Linked DNA regions of Sus scrofa: all the other regions are linked to region 1. A link is a contact called in public HiChIP or PLAC-seq data. All regions are on one chromosome and are shown on one strand. Each heading gives the region's core, a stretch centred on a gene start, on an enhancer-like site or on the middle of the called end of the contact. The rest is flanking DNA. Distances are from core to core; before and after follow the strand shown. Region 1 has its middle 46 kb from the start of CALM1. Region 2 overlaps TTC7B (tetratricopeptide repeat protein 7B). Region 3 overlaps TTC7B (tetratricopeptide repeat protein 7B).

Evidence for each region. HiChIP or PLAC-seq counts read pairs in DNA pulled down with a chosen protein or histone mark.
Region 2: a contact with region 1 is called in an H3K27ac HiChIP or PLAC-seq map of skeletal muscle. The contact joins two enhancer-like sites. A contact is called at or near these places in 1 of 47 Hi-C or Micro-C datasets (skeletal muscle) and 1 of 2 datasets of contacts at active chromatin or transcription factors (skeletal muscle).
Region 3: an H3K27ac HiChIP or PLAC-seq map of skeletal muscle shows a contact between it and region 1. The contact joins two enhancer-like sites. A contact is called at or near these places in 1 of 47 Hi-C or Micro-C datasets (skeletal muscle) and 2 of 2 datasets of contacts at active chromatin or transcription factors (alveolar macrophages and skeletal muscle).

Annotation. Positions count from the first base shown.
Region 1 is chr7:112,204,235-112,208,744 of Sscrofa11.1, forward strand. No RefSeq gene overlaps it. Among named protein-coding and RNA genes, the nearest start is that of CALM1, 46 kb to the left of the region's middle. Within about 2 kb of position 1,992, at least 66 of the 83 cell types and tissues checked have an H3K27ac peak or open chromatin away from gene starts, as enhancers often do. A contact at or near this core is called in skeletal muscle, where this site is marked.
Region 2 is chr7:112,412,019-112,416,528 of Sscrofa11.1, forward strand. All of the region lies in intron 5 of TTC7B (tetratricopeptide repeat protein 7B), which reads right to left. Among named protein-coding and RNA genes, the nearest start is that of TTC7B, 100 kb to the right of the region's middle. Within about 2 kb of position 1,948, at least 12 of the 83 cell types and tissues checked have an H3K27ac peak or open chromatin away from gene starts, as enhancers often do. A contact at or near this core is called in skeletal muscle, where this site is marked.
Region 3 is chr7:112,358,951-112,363,460 of Sscrofa11.1, forward strand. TTC7B (tetratricopeptide repeat protein 7B) reads right to left here. Exons shown (of 20, transcript XM_021099609.1): 15 at 2,795-2,955. Among named protein-coding and RNA genes, the nearest start is that of TTC7B, 160 kb to the right of the region's middle. Within about 2 kb of position 1,966, at least 27 of the 83 cell types and tissues checked have an H3K27ac peak or open chromatin away from gene starts, as enhancers often do. A contact at or near this core is called in skeletal muscle, where this site is marked.

The DNA.
Region 1 (4,510 bases), core at 742-3,241:
TGCTGTGGCTGCCAGCCTACACCACAGCCACAGCAACTGGGGATCAGAGCTGCGTTTGCAACCTACACCATTGTGTGTGGCAATACTGGATCCTTAACCCACTGAGCAAGGCCAGGGATCAAACCCATATCTTCACGGATACTAGTCGGATTCATTTCCGCTGTGCCACAATGGGAACTCCCTCTATATTCTTTTTCATATTCTTTTCCATTATTATTTATTATAGGGTATTGAACATAGTTCTCTGGGCAATATAAGACCTTGTCGTTTATCCATCCTATATATAATTGTTTGCCTTTGCTAATCCCAAATTCCTAATTCTTCCCTCCCCAACCACCCTGGGAAACCACAAGTCTGTTCTCTATGTCTGTGAGTCTGTTTCTGTTTCATAAATAGGTACATTTATGTCATATTTTAGATGCCACATATAGGTGATATTATATGGTAGAAATGCATACTCTTAAGCAATGGGTTTTATGGTTTGTGATGTAGCATTATTGTGCAATAGAGAGCTTAACACTCTGCTCAATAAAGGGAATGGAAAGACAGGACTTGGAGGTGGGAACGTGTGGGGTGCATGGGGATGGGGAGCAGCCCAGAATTTGTGGTTCAAAGGGAGGATTGAAGGCACCCCCACAGCACCCTCTCACTTGGGTCCCTGAAGCCTCCAGGGCAGCTGAGCCGGCCAGCTACTGAATGATGGATCCAGAGCATATCTGGCTGACCGCCCACCAGCCTGACCACTATCTGCTGAACTGACCGGTTGGGTGCCTGCTAGGTTCACCAACAAGCAGGCCAGTCTGATGGGATGCTTTCTCAGCCCATTTTTTTTCTAATTTGCTAATGGCCAGGCCTTTGAAACATCTATCAAAAGGCTGCTTCCACATTCCTGGAAAGACACGTGAGTGTCCTCCTCATGTTGAACATGAATGTGTGTGTGTGTGTGTGTGTGTGTGTGTGTGTGTGATCTCCAGGACCTTGAGGGAGGCCCAGAGAGGCTCCAAGACCTTGCCTGAATCCCACAGCTGATAAGAAGCCAAGGCCAAGACCCGATCTGGAACTGCAACATCTCAGGCCCTGTGAGGCTGCTCTGTTCCACAGAGCCAGAGCCCCACTTCACGTGCAAACCCACCTCTGGCAGAAAATAGGTAGGAAGTAGGTGGGACGAAGGCTAGTTCAGACCTAGGCTGGAGAACCAGAGCCGGGGTTCTGGAAGGGAGGACCTACTGCCTCTGCCCCAGGAAGGGCAATCGGGTGGGGGGATGGTTAGTCCTAGGCCTCTGCCCTATTTCTGAGGAAGTGAGAGAATGTTCCCAGGGTCCTAACTGGACGTGGGCTTTTGCAAGGCAGGATTTCCCTTCCCCACCCTTCCCTATCTGGGCAGCCCCTCTATCCCAGGATCCCCGTGCCCAAGTTGGTCACTCTCCCCCTGGCCACCTGTGCGAACCATTAGAGCACTAGCCTTGGCATCAGGTAGTCCTGAGTCAGGTCCCGGCTTCCTGCCTCTTTACCTCTCCTGCCTCAGTTTCTTCATCTGTAAAATGGGGATCACAACAGTGATTCCCTCATAGGGTTGGGGCGGGGGGACAAGGTCCTTGCCTACTGGTGTATGTGGTTGGGATTCCTGGACTAGTGGATGGGAAGGAAGGGCCCTCAGGGGTGTCTCACTCCCTCCTGAGAGAAGTAAAAGCTGCCTCATCCCTCATCCCTAACTACCCGCCCTCCCGTCCCCCCCTTCCTTCTCCCTCAGGCCATTTGAATGTTCTTTTTTAAAAGCACAGTGATTTCCAAGGCAAAGCGAGTCCTGGGCAGTCCCCCGTTTTGGACTCAGACCTGTAATTCGTCACGTGTCTAGACCAGGTCCTATGAATCCGAACCTCGTGCTTTATTTTTGCTGAACCCAGGCCCCGCGCTCTCAGCTCAGCCTCTTCCCTCCGGGGACTGGGCCGTCTCCAGGGCCGGCTGGGCTGGTGCCTAGTTCTCTCCTAACTCTCCTAGGATTTGCACGTCAGCAGACGAGAAGACGCTGGGCTGCCCCAGGGGGAGATGGAGCAGGGGAGTTTGGCACCCTCTCCCTGCGCTCCCCTAGGAGCTTTGAGCTTGGTAAGGGCAGCAGCCGGCAGCTGCCATTCCCCGAGGTCTACTCAGGGAGGGGTCCGGCTCCTGGCTCAGTCCTCATCTCCCCCAGTTTTCGTCCGACCCCCTCCGCAAACCAGTGATTCCTTCTGCGGAAAAACACCCTGCTGCGAAAAGCACAGCCCCTGGAGGGGGTTCCGGAGTAGCAGGAAGGACAGCCAATGACAGTGGAGGCTAAGCATTACATCATCGCTGTGGGTTCCTATTGGTTGGGAACTTGGCCTTGACTATGCGCCTCTCTGCGCCCCAGGCTCCCAAAGGTCTAGTGCGGGTTCGCAGAGGAAGCCCACGTGGGGTGGAGCGCTGGACCAGACGGAGCCGGAGGTCCACGATCTGCCACGATGACGAGTGAGGCGCTGTGTTGCCAGACGTCAGCTTCCTCACGTGCAAAAGGAGAGAGTTCCTGCTCAAACGTCCTCCCCTGCTGCCACTATTGTGCAGAACTCCCCAGGACCAGGTTCTGCCCCAGTCCCGCCACACCGCATCCACCCGCTTGGATGTCCTTCCCGTGGGGCCACAAGCCTTGGGGGGGACCAGGGTCTTTCTTGTCTGGCCCTCTCTCCTTTTCATCCGAGTCTGGCAGGAACGTGAACATGTATAATAATGGTTACCGTTAATTGAGTTTTCCTACAGAGCAGACATAAACCTTATATTTTATTCATATTATCAACGCTAACTCCCCACTGACATTGAGCCTGGGTGAGGACAACTGATTGCCCAAGGTCATGGGACAAGTGAGTGGGAAAGCCAGGCTTCGCACCCAACCTCAACGCTGTGTGGGATTTAAGTTCCCATGCCTGACAGGCAGTCTTTGGCAGAAGTCTTCCCTGAACGGGCTCGTCAGGGCAGGGCTATTCTGCTCAACTGTTGTTGGTGAGCCTGGGTGTTGACGGGGAAAAGCTGTTGCTAGGATTTGAGGAGTTCAGTCTGAGATGTCAGAAAGGATTTCAGCTCCTCTGCCACCCCAAGGATGGTAGCACATAAATCACAGCAAGCTGGCTCCTGGCAGGTCAGCTCTGGCATCTGAGGCTGGCACATCACTGCCTCTTCTCTCTGCCTGCTTGCCTCCTCTCTCCCTCTCCCCATCTGTCTTGGCTGTTCCTTGAACTCTGCACAGATTCTCTGAGCCATTCTGAGAAAACGGTGCCTACTGCTTAGGCCTGGCATCTGTTAAACTGTACTGGGAAAGGGTGGTACTCTCACACCCAGGAAACCTGTGAGGCCTTACCTGTGCCTTCCACCTGAGCACCCTGGCATCCAGGCCTGTGTTTATGGTTTGGAGTTGAGGTGCAGTTTGGGGGGGTGCAGAACCAGGGAGAGGGTGCAGGTGTCTCAACATGAGAGCACCAAAACCTCAAACCTTAGGGAAGCTTCCATGGAACCAAACTTGATGACTTAGACCATGAATGTCTGACCCATTTCCTCACTACTTCCTGGTAGGTGATGCAGAGGGTAATGGAGAGAGACTCAGTTCTGAAAGGTGGTCTTGAGAAAGAGGCAGCTGGCTTGCTCAGGATGGCACTGGCAGGCCTACCAAGGGTCCCAGGTGGAAGTGTCTGCTAGACCGATTTCAGCTGTGCAAAAAGAAGAGCTTTGGGAGTTCCCATGGTGGCTCAGCAGGTTAAGGACCCAATGTGGTCTCCTTGAGGATGTGGGTTCAATCCTCTGGCCTCACAGAATGGGTTAAGGATCTGGTGTTGCTGTGGCTGTGGTGTGGGCTTTGAAGCTGCCCAGAATGAGCTGATTTAAGGTAGTGAGCTCCCTGTCACCAGAGACATGCAACAGAGCACTTTTACTCATGCATCTAAACTTATCTGTGCAAGGCATTATGCTAAGTGCTGGGGGTACAGAGGACAATGTAACCTACTTGGGACACATGCACTCATGCACATTATGCACAACAGATAATTTTGATGCTGTGGGTAAATGTGAGCACAGGGAGGGGATGTGAGTGTCTGCCTGGGAGTCTGAAGGGAAGGGTACGCTGAGGATGAGGATGCAGCCCTTGGCCGAGCCTTAAAGTGGACTCGAAGTTTGCCAGGCAGACAGGAGCTGGCAAAGGGCAGGCTTGCTCATTCATGGAAGGGCATGTTGCAGAGGAAATGCAAGTATCAGGGGAAGGTAGGACTGGGGACTTAAAACTCAGAGTTGCTTTCACCATAGGTGGTCAGAGTTAATCCCAGATGCTGCTGAGGAGACATTTCCCAGCTTCATGGAGGGTCAGAAGGGGACCCCAGCCTTCTCCTTCTGGGTGGACCTACCTGTTGGGGGCTTCCCCTCCTTTCCCCTCTCCACTGCACAGCCCAGTGTCTGTGAGCTGCTCCAGAAGGATGCGACTCCAAGGAGACTCTGGGTGCTGAGTATCCTAGCAACC
Region 2 (4,510 bases), core at 698-3,197, 210 kb after region 1:
AAAAGAGACATCACATCCCAGTGAATCCATCAGCACCTCCTACCCCAACCAAGCCCTCAGGGGAAGCAGCAGAGGGTCCCAGCCCCTCCCTCGGGGAGTGTGCAGCCGGGGGTGGGGAGCCCTGGCCGAGTGGGGTCAGCACATCCCATCTCGTCGCCCACACACGTCACAGAGGCATGGCTGCTGACATGTTTCCTTAAGGGACAAATAAATCTTGAGTAAATCCTGGTCCATGCGCCCAGATCCTACTTGTTGTCTGCCCCCTCTGAAGGCTGTGCCCGGCCCAGCAGGTCCCTTTACATCGAGCGCTGCCACCTCCTATGACATAACCCAGTGATATTTATAACCCGCTCATTAGAACATATCTCATCTTTCCCAAAAGCCACAGAGCGGGTCAGCCGGTGCAGAGCTGGCCACCAGCCTCTGCGGGCTGTGGCAGATGCTCTAGATATTCGGCTCTCTTCTTGGATGACATTTTAAATGGCACGAAAGTATTAAATCAAACTGAATGTGGGTTCTGTATGTTACGAGCACTCACAAGGGCTATTACTTCGTATCTTATACCTACATGACATCCCAGGACTCTCATTCACAAGAACAGCCCCAGAACTTGAAGGGAACGCTTTGCTGGCAGAGCTACAGAAATACGCCCATATTCCTCTCACCCACACATAGCAGATGATATCAGATCAGAAGCTTTACGGTGGCATAAAAAGAGAAGCTTGGGCTCAGGACTCCGGGCAGCACCAAAGGGGACATGAATCAAAATTAGGTAACAGGCTCTGGGACGCGCGATCTCTGCTGCTCTCCCCTGCATTTGTTTTTACGGCATCCGTGTTCACTGGCTTTGGACTGAAGCTCAGTTCTCTTAGGGAACATGAGGCGAAGGAAACAGCTACGGCTGGAAAAGGGAGGGGAGGAAGGACTGGGCTGATGTCACTCCAGGATCGCAGCTTAAGCGCCTACTATGTACTAAAAGCATGGCATTTTCAACCGTATGCAGTAAGGGTAGGACTGGGACCATGTCGTTGGAGACCCAGTTTAAAGGGTTGTTCAAACAGGGTGGAAATTAGGCCTGGAGGGGGTAGTTTCAAATCCCAATGTTATAACTCAGGGAAGGCTACCAGATAGCAAGTGGCCATTCGGAAGGTCTCCCGTGCCTTCCTTGTGGAATGAGAAACACATCCAGTTACAGATGCACCGAATTTTCTAGCTATAATGATCCAACACAACTTAGTCCATTGCAACCCTGGAGAGAAACGGCCTGCCCAGGTTCACACGGCCAGTGAGAGGGCAAGCTGGGAGCTTCCAACCATACCCACCACCTTCCTGACAAAAGAGATGTGAACTCTCAAAGGGACATGCAACCCAAGAAGAAAACAAAATATGGACGCTCAGGTCTAGGGTTTACGTCATTAATATGCAAATGAAAGTGTATATCCAATCCAAATCTGATGCATACAGGTGGTCCCAGCTACTGAGACACTCCTAGGAACCGGTTCAAAATTGGAAAGGAAAATCAGCTGGCCCAAGTGAAGCAGCCTGGGGTCTGCAGATGAGGCCTCAGAGGCCCTAACTGAGAACTGATGGGGAGAGTCCACTCCCCTCTAAGGCCAAGGCAGTTTCTCCCGCGCAGGACTGAGGCCCTCTGGTGGCGGCTGGAGGAAGTCCCTGTGACTGAGGGGATGCCACCCAGGAGAGGCCAAACCAGGAGGGACGCAGGGCGCGCTCCCAAGGCACCGCACGCTGCCTTTGAGGCAAAGGCAAGTTTTCCTCAAACGGTTTCCAGTTTGTTTCTGGGAAGAGCTTAGGATTCAGAATCAAATTCTTCTTGAAGCTGGGAAGAATCCTGCTGGTAAACAAAGGCTCCTCAGGAACCACAAGGAAGGCTCGGAAGGCCTCGGGCTGCACTAGTCAAATAAGTGTGCCACCGTCAGGACCAAGCCGAGGTGGCCTGTCCAGCCCCAGAGCAATGTGACAACCGGAGGGAGAAGGCACTGGAGGGGAGAGACTGCACATTTTAAATATAAGAAAAGGGAAAAAGTGTCCTAAATGCAAAAGCATACAATTCTCAGCAACTCCTATACCACCCATGCTTTTTTTTTTTTTTTTCAGTCACATAATTTTATTCAAGTCGTCACTTCCACTGTTGCCATGACAGCAGAAAAAATTTTTTTTCCTTAAGCTAGATGGAGAATCACGATAGAATGGAACAAAAAAAGAAAAGAACTTGCAAGCATTACATTCTAAATGCTACGAAACACCCCGATTTGAGGGAAATAAACAAAAGCCACATGATTGCTTTCATGTCTCTCAACTATGAGTTTATTCTTGCCATGCTGAGACCCAGGCCTAAAATGATCTGTTGCTTTAAAACGCCACTCCAAACTGAAGAGGAGAGAGCCAAGGAATTTCCCCCGTTTGGAGGGTTTCCGCAGCCCCTTGACATGAGGTCATTGATTCCATTTCAGAATTCACTATGGCAAACTATTCTCAAAAGGAAGGTCCTTGCCGGCACTGGCAAGCTGTCGGAATTCGGGGTGCACCTCCTGCACCTCGCTCCAGCAAGCTTCCCGAGTTGGGTGCAGGTCCCTCCACGTGGACCGGTTCCCAACAGCTCAGCTGTTACCCAGGGGAGACAGGGCCTGCGAGTCCCCTGAGCACCAGCCGGCTGTTCAGCCTGATGGGCAGGCAAGACCTGCCACTATCTGTCCCCCCTCCAGCAGGGAGAGCGGAGGCCCGCATCCCTCAGCCTTGCTCTGCTGCAAACCTGAGCAACCTCCTGCTCCGTCCTGGGCAGGAAAGCCCACCCGCAGTCCTGCTTCTCTTGACCACTTCCATGTTGTTTTCTCTCCTCCCTTTTCAATCTGATTTCTTCATCCTCCTCCTGAGCCTCCTCCTTCAGCGCCTTGCCTGCTGGCCCTTAGGTCAGTGCAGAAGCATGACTTCCTAAGGACACCCAGGGGCACTGGCTGGCCAGCATTTGACTCTTGGGCCCTGAAAGCCGCATTTTCGAAGGCTGGTTTCTGAAACGTACATTTTTACATACAAACCTACAGCAGTGCCTGCTTATTCTGTTCTGTGCCTTTGAACCACATTCTCAGCTTTTTAGTGCTGTCACTGGTGTCTCCGCACTAGCAAACCAAGGGGGAAATGGATACGGGAAGGAAGCCAGAGATCCGAAGTTAAAATCGAGATGGAAAACCAAGGCTGGGAGAGACTCGGAGCCTGGAGAACCAATTTGCCTTGCGATGGGCAGCTGCCTCCACAGCAAACTCAATATATTTATATTTTTACATTCCTTTGGGGGGGGACAGAGTGGGAAATACAATTCTCCCCCCTTAACTTGTCCTTCCAAATTATCTTCTAACCTCAACGTCTGGCCCAGGCCATCAATGCACGTAAATCAGTATCAACGGTCACCGTCATGCAAATTCCAAGTTCTGATGTGAATAAAATACTTTTCATAGTGGATACCCGATTCCTAAGAAACAAAGAAAAGATACCCCTGCTGGCGTATATTCAGTATTTTTTCACTATCTCCCTTATCTGTGGTTGAGGACTTTATAACTAAAGATGAATTACAGAACAAGCCAACACAGTAGATCTCCTGGAGTTAAGAAATCTTTTGGCTTTTTCAACATTTCTTTTTCTTACCAACTGGCGCCTCTGTAACTTTTTTTTTTTTTTTTTTTTTTTTTTTTTTTTTTTTTGCCTTTTTATGGCCGAACCCTCGGCATATGGAGGTTCCCAGGCTAGGAGTCCGATCAGAGCTACAGCTGCCAGCCTACACCACAGCCACAGCAATGCCAGATCCGAGCCGTGTCTGTGACCTACACCACAGCTCACAGCAATGCCGGATCCCTAACCCACTGAGCGAGGTCGGGGATTGAACCCTCGTCCTCGTGGTTACTAGTCGGGTTCGTTAACCACTGAGCCATGATGGGAATCCTTGAACCTCTTAAGCAGTAGGTTATTTCAGTAATCTCTGATCAAGCACTGCTGCGCACCGAGATCCAGGCTTGTCCTTGAGGACACAGTGGCGAATAAGAGACAAGAGCAGGAAGGGTGGATGGCTTCACACCCCCCATAAGAATGGAAGCGCCTTGAGGACCAAGATCTCTGTTTTGCTCACTGACATATCCCAAGCCCCTCAAACAGAGCTGCATCCAGAAGGTGCTCAATACGTATGGCTGAATGAATGAAATTCAGAACTACCATGAGCGGAAGGAGCCAAGACCCCCCAGGGGACACTTTTGCTGCCTGTTTCTTGCCCCCTTCTTTCTGGCTGCACACGGTGGGCAGGCTTCGTGCTCTTAACTAATACATCCCACATGTCCTCAGTTGTGTTTGTAGCAGGGGTGCCACGGGGAGCAGTGACACACTTGTAGGAGGCTATGTACTCAGTGTGCCCAGCCTGACATGTTCTAGAAAGTTGTGTGAATAATGAAGATTTCAAGACTTAAAAAAAAAACAAAAACAAGGAAAACCAAAACCTTTCAGACATTTC
Region 3 (4,510 bases), core at 716-3,215, 150 kb after region 1:
GCCACAGCTGCGGCAACACCAGATCCTTAACCCTCTGTGCTGGGCCAGGGATCGAACAGGCAACGCCACAGAGAGGAGCTGGATCATTAACCCACTGCACCACAGCAGGAACTCCTGTTAGTTGTATTATTATCTTTTTTTTTTTTTTTTTTTAAGGGCCCCACCTGCAACATGTGGAAGTTCCCAGGCTAGGGGTGGAGTCAGAGCTACAGCCGCAGTAACACGGGATCCGAGCTGCATCTGCGACCTACACCACAGCTCAGGGCAACGGCTGGATCCTTAACTCACTGACTGGGGCCAGGGATCATGGATACCAGTCAGGTTCATTACTGCTGAGCTACAACAGGAACTCCTATATTATTATCTTATATAGATTTAATAAATAGTATTTTGCTTCTACTCAACATTTTAAAATTTTAAAGCATTCTAAAACATCACATTTGAAGACACTGTATTAGCAGTAGTGATAAAATATGAATTCCTCTCTACCATGGAGAACCACGCACAAATGCCTTCAAAGTGCTTGCGAGGACAGCTGAACGCCCTTGGAGGAGCAGCTGGTCTAGCCAGTGTTTACCCATCCTTACTGTCGCCATGAGATAAGTTGGTGGTTAAGTATCTTGAATAAACTTAACAGGGACCAAAAAATTCTGTACTTCTCTGCATCAGGCTCGGAGGCCGGTTAAGTGAGCTCTCCGTTCAACAGTTGGGCAGGCCTGACCCTCACAGTGGGACGGGCTCTCACCTCCATCCAGCAGAGGCTGACGAGCCACCTACCACAGACGCAGCCCGTGGGAGGTTAATGGCCACTCAGACTCGAGAAACACGAGGCCATCCCAGGCTTCCTCTGCTGGAGACAGGCTTGTCACAAACAAACAGATAATGCTACATGGCAGTTGGGACAAGTGCCCACGTCATCTTGTTTAGGTTGGTGTTGAAATGTTTGACCTAGGTTGGGGGGAAAGAAAAAAAAAAAAAAAAAAAAAAAAAAACCATGGGATCCACTGAATACATCTGGCCCCAACTTTTAATAAAGGGTTCTTGGGAAGAAGTTTCCCATCACAAAGGAAAAAATACAAATATTTAAAAAGCAAACAAGTCATCCACTGCTCTCAGCCCTGCTGCCATATGCTTGGCTTTTTTGAGCTTACAGCTTAACATTAAAATAACAGGCTTGCATTCCTCAAATATCTCTACTGCTGTTCCTTAGTTCTACTACTTGAAAAGGCTGTCAGCTGCTGTCACTTGGAGGCATTACCATATTAGCCACCACTGTTTACTGCTTACTGTGCGGTGTGGCTATTAGTTTAATAAGCCTCCTCTCGGATGACACCCCAGGCTGTCTTTGCAGGAGCCACACACTGGAGTCTAATGTCTCACAGCTAAGGAAGGTGCTGGGGAGGGACGGCTAATTTATAAATGTTGGTGAGAGACACCGAATGCAATTGCATCAGGCTGTGCTTTACGACTGATGGGTAAAGGCCTGGGTATTTTTTTAAGTGCTTGCACCCTCTAAGGTTCCACGGACTAGACAGCTTTGGATAAAATCCAGAAATGTACTCGGTGTGCAAAAGAGCAGGTTTGAGATCGGCAAGAAGTGAAACACTGCAGCAAAGCTCTTTAATTCACTCTGCATAAATAGCTGAACCTACAAAAGAACTCTCTAGTCAGAGGTTTCCTGGATTATAATGAGAATTTTCTCGACGGGGACAGGAGAAGTGCCCTTTTCACTTGAAGACAAAGCAATGTTTGTAATGGAAATGTGTGAACCAATTTTCCAAGGGGAGCTGCTGAAACACACTGATTAAAACCACAGTGAGGTGATGAGGCAGAGAAATAAAGCCAAGGCCGATCCACTTCAAATTTGCGACTGCATTATTTCTGAAAGTGAAGAGAGCCAGCCTTCCCTTCTCCCCCGGCCCCCGCCCACTGCTGACCCTGCCACTTAGACAATTAGAACCTGCCAGCCTGCGCGACTGTTTACTGTTTCTGGCCGCTGGTTACTAAGCTACTCCACTGAGGATAAAATGGGAACCGTGTCGCCCAAAAGACAATGTCCTTCTCAACAGAGCCTAACCAGCGGGCCTGGATTCAGGGATTCAGAGGGAAGAGGTGGAGATAAGCAGACAATTCCATCACATGGCAGTTTGTAAGGACAACTCTTGGATTACTTGCAGACACTGTTGACGGACTGAAGGAATTCCACTTCTTAGAGAATAAAACGAAGATACAGAGAGGTCAGGTATCCTTGTCAAAGTTGCCTAAAATATACTAATCACCTGGAACTAATGAGCGTCCTTGGCAACGTAGGGCAAAGAAGCTGTAAAGCAACGTTTCCCAAATTTCAGTCTTTGGAGTTTGCTCCATACAGCTTCTGCCACCTCCACGTATATTAATATGTTCCTTTAAATTGAATTTAAAACAGCTCATTTAAAAATTCTTAAGAGTCTCCCTCTGGGCAACAATTCTATGAAATCACACTTTGCTGTGCAGCTGTATTTTTTTCTCATGAACCTTTTAAAATGCCTATCAATATAAAAATGTTCACCATAATCCATTTAAAATCATCGGGTGTGCCCCAAAGGTATACATGGGGGAAGAACGGAGAGAATTTCAGTTTAGGAAGGTTGACCTGACAGATGACGTTCGTGTCTAAACATCACGAGAAAGCAAGAGGGAGGGGAATTCTGTACTGTTTGCCGCTGGGGTGTCCCGTGAAGGGCTTAGACAGGCTGAAGAGAAGGCACGGGAAAGAAGTAAATGTAACACCTTCCATCTACGGGACAAGACTTACATAAAGTTTTCTGGGTATTCACTCAGGGCCATGTCAATGATGTTCAGGGCGTCATGGTAATGCTTCTGTGCTGAGAGCAGGAGGGCAAGGAGGTGCAGGGAGTTGGCATCGTCGCCTTGAAGTTGAAGGGCTTGGCGGACGTATCCCAGAGCCTCGGGTATCTGGTTTAAAACAAAACCGAAAAGACTTGTTACGCACACACACACACACACACACACACACACACACGAAGCCACCACTTGAGCACCTGACGCTCTGTCACTATCAGGAGCTGCTTCCCTTTCTGCCGCATGTGAAGCTGTCTTTCTGACAGTCCCGAGATGTGAACCACAGATGTGGAAACAGAGGCCTCCTTCAAGTGACAGTGTGACGAATGAAGTGACACAAGAGACTCTTGTTTCCCAGGAGAACAGCCCATACCAAATCCCTTGTTTCTCCCTAAACAAACGGTTTCTCTCTTTCCACAAAACTGATTTACTTTTCATTATGCCCGAGATAACTTCATTCTAAATGGAGACACATAACAAATTGCCAGAAGTTTTTAGCGAAGTTAAACAGTCTTAGCTGAACTGTTTTCTCTCTCTCTCTCTTTTTTTAAGTATTGCTGACGATACTTATTAATAAGTGTCAAAACCTTAGACAGAGCTTTCCAAGTGAGTCTTTTCAAGCGTCTTTGTCCTGGATCTCCATTAGACATCAAGGAAATATGCAAACAGGCAAACAAAAACCCCACACCTTTCCAAACTCCAATCCAAAATATCTCCATCCAAGAAACAAATTGCAATGCCACATACAAAGCAGATGTATCCAAATTTGAGGAGGAAAACGTACAACCTTAACGTCTAAAATCCAACAGCGGATTTCTTCAAAATCACCCAAGCACAAGGGTTGATCAAACACGTACATCATGGATATTTGAACACCTGAGATTCTGGGCAGGTTTAACAGTACCTGGGGAGAATGAGGACCTGAAGCTGGGTTTTGAAACCCTTTCAAGGCTGAGGCGTTCCTACAAAATCGCCCAGGGACTCCCTCCTGTCTCCCCTCCAACTCTGGGCCCTGTGCCGGAACCCCTTTCGACGCTGGGCTTCTTCCCAAACCCTCGGTAACCTCACTCCTTCGTAGGAAGCCGTGACTTCTGTGTCCCAAATCCATTCGTATTCCTCTCAGAAATTCCATTTTTTGATGACGGTCTGTTAAAAATGCTGGTTTAGAGAGGCCTTCTGGTTTTGAGCTGTAGAATCTCAGCTCTCACAGAGGGCCCCACCAGTCATTTCATGCGGTGGGGGTGGGGACCCGAAGTCCAGAGGTGAAGTGACTTGAGCAAGATCACCCCCTGAGTGGCTGAGCCAGGGGCCCTCCCTCCGATTCCTCTCCCATCCTCTCCTCCTGGTGAAATGGCACTGGCTCCAAGGATAAGGCGGCCGCCCGGCCACCTGGCCACCCTGCCTGGTGTCATGCTGCGTGCCCATGAAGGCTGCTGCTGTACCCACAAGGCTCCATCTACTTCTCCTCTCCCCAGGGGGACAGGCTGCTGTGTGACCAGCACGCAGCCTGGTACTCTGGGAGGGTCCAAAGGCAGGGACACTCATAATATCCACTTTTGGGAATGACCCGTGTAATCAGGGAAAAACTGATACGAGGTTCAAGATGATGCCCTTCGGGGCTGGGCGGCCTTGAAGCCCCGACGTGAATTCAACACGGGTTCCTTCATTC